Regions from separate parts of the Macaca mulatta genome. Here region 2 is linked to region 1. A link is a contact called in public Hi-C data. All regions are on one chromosome and are shown on one strand. The core of a region is the stretch at or near the end of the contact, and the rest is flanking DNA. Distances in the headings are between cores, read along the strand shown.

Region 1 (3,590 bases), core at 489-2,988:
CAGGGAAGTTAAGTGACTTGCAATGCTGCAGATTGATTTGAAAGCACTGGCACTGGAGTCAGTCAGATGGGTTTGAGTCCTAACTCTACCTTGAACTAAGTAGTTACCATGTGGCTATGTGGCACTGAGCTAGGTCCTTACACCCTAGAAACTCCACTTTCCTCATGAGTAAAATCAAGATGATGATGATGGCACCATTTACATAGGATTGTCTTGAGGATTAAATGAGATTATGCATATAAAGCATAAGGCACATAGTTAGTGCGCAGTAAATATTGGCATTTGCTAGTGGTCATAGAGCTGGAGCTCTGGTTGTCTGACTTTAGTCAAATATTCTTTGCCCAGATTTGAAGCCTGTGATCAGCACATTTATATTGAACAAATGCACAGCAGAATATTGAGAAGGAATTTATGACAATATTTACATAAAGAGTTGGCATTTGCATTGATGAAACCAAAAACAGAGCCCTCAGAACTGACCAGGGAGAAGAACCATGGATGTCTCTGAGGAACTTGGGTCCTTCTTTCAGACCTGGGAAAGGATGGTCCCTGCTGCCTATAACTATAATGTTCAGCACAGTGACCTTGACTTGGAGTCACCAACTGATTTCAGTTATGGTTTGAGGCACCACTGGAGAATGGGATATCGCTCATTTGTTTAACAAACACTTCTTGGGCACCTGCTGTGTGCCAGCCACTGTGCTGTGAGTCAGGATGTGATGGAGAGCAGAAGAGGCAGTGCCTGTGGCTGCATGAAGTCCCCAGTCAGGTAAGAACACTGGAGGGGCTGCTCTCAGCCTTGAGAAACTCAGCAGCCAAGGAGCCACGCCCCTGGTGGGTCAGCGGACCACTCAGACAGGTAGTGACCAGGCTCTGTTATAATTTATTTTCTCTTAATGGTAAAGTTGTGAGCAAGTCTCAACTCCCATTTCTTCTTAGAGAAAATATAGGCAAGAAGTGGTCACAGAAATAGAGCTAGAGAGGAGTCCTTTTTTTGGGTAGGGTCCTAGGATCCATGAAAACATCTCCAAATGGCAGATGGTCTGGAGGGAGAATCCCATGCCTCATCCTCATCTAATCGGATCATCTGTCTTTTTAAATACTATCCTAAAGGATATGTGTCTTGGCTGGATGAGACAGTGGAAGAAACCCGTTTGATTTTCTTGATGGGACTTCTCTCCCTTCAATGTAGATTCACAGAGAAATGATGGTTTAATAGAGAGATCTAAATTACCCAAAATTAACAACTTGACATTTATGGTGTTAGCTTCATAACTACTGATAGAGAGACAACCAGAGCTAAAGCATTGGCTTTTGGGCCCTCCTTCGAGGATAATATGCTTATTTCCAAAGGAAATGCATCCTCCCATCCAGGTCACATCTTCTGGCTGTCCCAAAGCCAGCACTGGAGCTGGCAGAAGGGATTGAGGTATGATTTGTGTCATGCCTTTTTATTTGTCAGACCAGAAAATGCCATACCTGACTCATTGAGTCAGCTTGGGGATCAAATGAGATCATATATGTAAAACAGCAGAGTGCCCGACTTGTGACAAAGACTTAACATTTGCTAACCATTTGGAGTGGATCTCTAGCACTCCTATCTCCTTTGGGGAACAGTCCCCCTTCCATTCCACACTGCCTTGGTGGGCATGGTACCCTTTCTCCTGAATGCAGCAAGAGAGAGTTAGGCCCACAAACAAGGACATGCAGAGATGAGAATGGGATGGACAGAGAGAGGGTCCTGGCATGTATGAGAACAGACATGGTTCCTAAATCTCAGATTCCTGTACCTCCTTTTTCAATTCTGAGTCACCTTGGGCCAAGCCACAAAGGTGAGCAAAGAGTTTCCATTTTACTTAAGCAGGCTGAGTTGAGGTTCCATAATTTACCATTGGTCCCATGAGGATGTGAGGGCATGATGCCATAAGTCCACGTGGCAGGAGAACCAGGTGGACAGTAACCTTTTAGGTGCCCACAACTGAGAAGTGAGAATGTTCTCAGAGCACCCCTGGGTCTTAGTCACTGACATTTCAACAGGCTGCAAAACATCTTTCACCTGCCTCTTAACTGCCCTCTGTGAGTTACATATTGTGGCTTACCACCGAAAGTGACACCTCCCTTCTGAGTCTCAAAGACAGCAAGTCAAGCTGAGAACTTGGAACTGTGTATTAGTGAGAGGAACCTCCCACTGGTTTAGATCAGGGAGGACATCCAGTGGTCTGCTCAGGTCAGTCATGCCCCAGGCCAGCAGCTGGAAGGACAGCAGAGTGGGCTCAGTGAGCAGTGACTATAACCCAGAAAACAGATGTTAATCTCAAGGGCAGTCTCTGGGCATCCTGCATCTTTGGACCCCCCGGGCTGAGTGCTGCATCAAGGAGTCTGAAGTTCTTTAAGGTCCCAGTGAATGGAATGGAATCTGCCCCAGCTGGCAGCATGTCCCTGGCTGTACTAAATGAGATTCTGTGGGGTATGGGGAAAGGCACGAGAACTTTAGGCCCCTGAGGTCAGGGAGACACAGCCAAATAGCTCAGATACAAGTGTCTTGGCAGGCACAGAGGGGTGTAGCAGTGAGGTGAGTGGAGGGTGGGGTGCATTTTTTGCTAGTGTGCCCAGTTTTATTGACAAAAAAGGTAGCAGCTGAGCAGGACCTTGACCAACTGGTGGGATGCAGGATGAGGAGGATGAGTGATATGGGCAAGATGTGGTCCTGGGCCAGCACCATCAGCATCATCTGGGAACTTGTTAGAAAGGCAGAGTCACGGCCGGGCGCGGTGGCTCATGCCTGTAATGCCAGCACTTTGGGAAGCAAGGTGAACAGATCACTAGGTCAGGAGATCAAGACCATCCTGGCTAACATGTAAACCCCGTCTCTACTAAAACACCAAAAATTAGCCGGGTGTGGTGGCATGTGCCTGTAGTCCCAGCTACTCAGGAGGCTGAGGCAGGGGAATCGCTTGAACCCGGGAGGTGGAGGTTGCAGTGAGCCTAGACTGGGCCACTGCACTCCAGTCTGGCAACACAGGACCAGGCGGGCAAGGCAGGCAGGCATCTGATTGCAGGATCCCCAATACCAGATTTTAGAATCATGTCATTTTTCCATACCATTGAGAAGCTCCTAAAAGTTTTTGAAGAAGAGTGAGTCATTCATTTATTCACTCAGCTAATATTTACCAAGCACCTACCACGTGCCAGGCCCCACACTGGGCACCAGGATCCAACAGTCAACATGCCCATATTAGCTCAGGGCAACTTTTAAGCAAGGGCTTATCTAGAGATGAGATTGCTATTGTCTGTCTTTTCCATCTGATTTGCGAATGGAACATACACCTGCTGTGCTCTCAGAAATAACTCTGCTGCTTATCTGACAGAAGCGCTTCAGTTGAGCATTTATGGAAGTTTCTAACAATGGTGATGTGAATGGATGGCAGAAAGCAGGCGCGTGCGCACACGCAGTTTTGAAGGGCTGGGGGCCAGTGGGAGAACGCATTCTTTCAGGTCTGTGTTGCTTGCCAGGGAGTTGCTATTCTCATGCAGCATCTTAAGATGGCCCTGGCAGCCCTTGGCTTTTGCTTTGTGAGGGTCAATGGACT
Region 2 (3,590 bases), core at 609-3,108, 110 kb before region 1:
AAATTTACGTATTAAAAGCACCTATGACAGTTTATTCACTTTAACTGTTGTTTTTGAAGAACTCAATAAGTGCCTTTTCTTTTCAACCCTTCTTTTTTTTTTTTTCTTCTTTTGATAAGCCTCCTTTTAAATACTCAAACCATCTGGGTATTTATACTCTGAAGGCATCAGAAAGGCATGTAGCTAAAGGATAGAATTGATCAGGTTTCATGGTCAAAACAACACCTCAACATTTATTCCATACTATCTTTGAAGGACAATACTCATGGCTCCCATCTGGAGAGTACTCATAGTGTTCATAGCACTGGGTAGAGGCCTTGAATTCCTATCACCGGTGTTTTCAGCTGAAAATAAGTGGGATTCTGACTCACAAGCTGGCTTGTGGGTAAAACCATTGACTACAGTTGGTCCAGATCTGATGACCACTGTAGCTGTCACAAGTTTATATTAATACTTCTCTTTTTTGAGACAGTTCAAGTACTTTTCTCAGTATTATGAGGTAGATTACATGTACAAGTGACTCAACATTTCTGAGGCTGCTTAAGAGTGTTTTCTGGTAAGCCTAGCCACTACATCATAGGTGCATAGTAAGTGACAACATGGTTTGTATAGAGGTTAAAAAGGGCCATTCATCTCACTGCCCTCATTGGAAGGCCTAAAATAGTCCAAGATATTTTATTCTGTGGTTTTCACCCATGCCCTTTTCCCTCCTCCCCAGAAGACTTAAGTGGATTTGCTGTAATAACTGTGTTATGCTATGATAGATAGAATCCGTGTTATGATTAAATAGTTGATCTCTCTTTTTAAAAAGTCACTTTAAAAATTTATAATGGAGGTTATGTTACTTAAAGTAGTTTTATTTGAAGAAATCAAAATTTATCACTCAATTTTCAATACCAGGGCTTGAGATTACTGTTGTATTTTTAAATTCAAAGCATTAGAGGAATGTAATTATAGGAATATGATAACATCATAGGAATTTGGGGAAGTTTTAAAAATTACCAATAATTCCATCTAACCATTATGATCATTTGTACATATTTCCTGTCAATCATTTCCTAAATGCATGCTGCTTATTCCTATAACTGAAACTAATACAGTATCACTGGATGGTAAGTTCTTTGAGAATGGGGCCCCTTTCTGATGATTCTGTGTATACCCATAGTTTAACACAGAGCCCCGTAGATACAGGTGCTAGAAAAATTATTGCTAAAAGAATGGATTAATAAGAGGATCTGCTGAGGATCTAAAACTTAATTAAGTACAACCAATGCTGGATTGATTATTTTGTTGACTCACAGGAAGAGGCCAAAGTCCCAACACTCAGCAAAGATCAGCCATTCTATGACTTCCTCTTCTGCTCAGACCTCTAGGGGCAGCACGTCAAATGGTGACGTGTTACTCTCCTGCTTTGCTCGAAAACAATAGCAGTAATTTCTTTTACTTCTCCATTCCTTGTCTGCAGATCACCTGGCCCTAGAATGGCCCTAGAATGGCCCTATATTGCTGAGATACAGACTAAACGCTAATAAACGAGTTGCTGATCCTAAAATAAAAGTGGAAATCAGGTTTGGAGTTTGATGTAAAAGCCAGAGAGGCACAGGTTTGTTGCTCATTTAGATTACAAATGTCATCGAAAATAGAAACCAAAAAGGTTAGGTAATTTCTAAATTAATCACTCTTAGAATAATTACCATGTCACAGCATCTGTGTGCTTTGGTAGAATTTGAATAACACTTTTTTGCTCAGAATAATGTTCTATTCTTGTCACCAAATAATACTTGACGTCTGTGCTCTTGTACTACCTAACTGCAGGAAGGGTGTTGCCCTGAACAGTTGACACACCCTCGGCAATGAGGCTTAGTTTTGCTGGAACTTTTCAGGTACTAAAAAAAATCCCTTTCTCTACACTCCATTCATTCACAGGCATGAGACTGAAGCTTCATTATTTTTTCTAAATCTAAATTGACTGAGTCAGGCTTGTAGTAGTCACCACTAAGAACAGACCACAGTAGCATGGAGAATATTACTTGAATCTTCTTTCCATTGGAAACTGGCTATGAAAAGAGTAGGCCCATTAATCATAATTTGAAAAAGCAAGTTACAAAGGCTTGCTTTGTAACTTGTAAAGCCTCCTTTGATGAAGGCTTTACAAGCTGTCATTGCAGTAAGCAGAACTGGAACACTTTTATTTTTTAGTTGAGCAAATACACCTGGTCATTTTGGACATTTCCATTTTGATAATTTAATGGGTGGGAGAAGATTCCTGAGCTTAAAAAATAGCTTTTCAGCATTTCATGTTTCTAAGACTGAGACTGAGTTTAAGGAATATTAATCTGTCTCCTTTTATACCACAAACCTACAGAATTTACATAGAGTTTTGTCAAAAGTGACATGAACTGGTTGTCACTGTCTGGCAGATAGCTTCTCACTATGACACAAAATTGCCTTTATTTGAAGGCCACTAATGACATAAGTAAACAATGGCAGTGTTTTGTATATTTTTTTCTGTTATTTTAATGTATTTCGATTTCAATTATGTGGGTACAAAACTTGAATTGTATTTTTAAACTCTGTTACTTGATGATGACTACTCTTTTTCTTTCTGTATTAAAAAGAAGCTCTTTTAACTGTGGTCATCATTCAGTGCAATGTATTGTATATTTCAAAATTGCTAAAAGAATAGCTTTCTAACATCCTCACCACAAAAAAATTGATAAGTTGATGAGGTGATGGATATGTTAATTAGCTTGATTGACTGTTTCTACAATGTATTCATAGATCAAACAATCACACTGTACTCCATAAATATATATAATTTTTGTCAATTAAAAATAAATAAGAAACTATTCTAGCTTAAGAGCCTTATGTATTCTAAAAATGAATAATCAAAATGCAGAGACTGCTACTGGTCCCTTAATATGTGTTCTCTTCTTCCACAGTGATAGAACCCCTGATTTTTAAGCTAGGCATGTAGCTGTTCAGAAAAAAAAAAAAAAAAAAAAAAAAAGCAGCTATTTTCCAATTTCCCTTGCAAAGTACTAATGGAAGTATATGGCAACTTCTCTCTCCTGTTGCCTCCAATATGGAGATGCAAGCAGGAGCTCTAGCTGCCATCTTGGACCATAAAGACAAGGGCAACACTGCAGATGAGTGGACAGAAATGTCATAAGCTTGTCTACCTCTGCAGCTTCGTATGAAAGATAAACTGTCTTGTTTAAATGACTGTTCTTTTGTGTCTATGTTTCTCAAAATGAAAAATAATCTTAATGTATATAATAATGAATAATGGAAAACATAGATTTTATCTGACATGAAGAAACCAACATACTGTAGCAGACACCTGTTGGCTTATCTGCCAACACTGTTTTTCAGAATTAACTGACTCTGTACTACTGTCTACGTGGTTATAGTGGGAGTTTCCAAACTCAAGAACATAACCCCATTTTTGGTTAAAGGATAATGTTGACCCTGGCTGGGCCAGTCAAAATCTTTCCCCAGGAACTTGAAAATAAGATGGAGAAAAAGAGAGTTTAGTTTTTTTGAGCCATAAGACTGTAATAGTAAATATCTGAGCTATTGGTAGCTGT

Evidence for each region. A called contact is a pair of places that touch in the nucleus more often than the background predicts.
Region 2: a contact with region 1 is called in a Hi-C map of CD4 T cells, with 2.5 times the contacts expected there. The contact joins two enhancer-like sites. A contact is called at or near these places in 2 of 14 Hi-C or Micro-C datasets (CD4 T cells and blood).

The regions. Positions count from the first base shown.
Region 1 is chr13:60,401,674-60,405,263 of T2T-MMU8v2.0, reverse strand. The region is part of intron 1 of LOC114671954 (a long non-coding RNA gene); the gene reads right to left. Among named protein-coding and RNA genes, the nearest start is that of LGALSL, 130 kb to the right of the region's middle. Within about 2 kb of position 1,738, at least 6 of the 40 cell types and tissues checked have an H3K27ac peak or open chromatin away from gene starts, as enhancers often do. A contact at or near this core is called in CD4 T cells and blood, where this site is marked.
Region 2 is chr13:60,510,944-60,514,533 of T2T-MMU8v2.0, reverse strand. No RefSeq gene overlaps it. Among named protein-coding and RNA genes, the nearest start is that of PELI1, 71 kb to the left of the region's middle. Within about 2 kb of position 1,858, at least 12 of the 40 cell types and tissues checked have an H3K27ac peak or open chromatin away from gene starts, as enhancers often do. A contact at or near this core is called in CD4 T cells and blood, where this site is marked.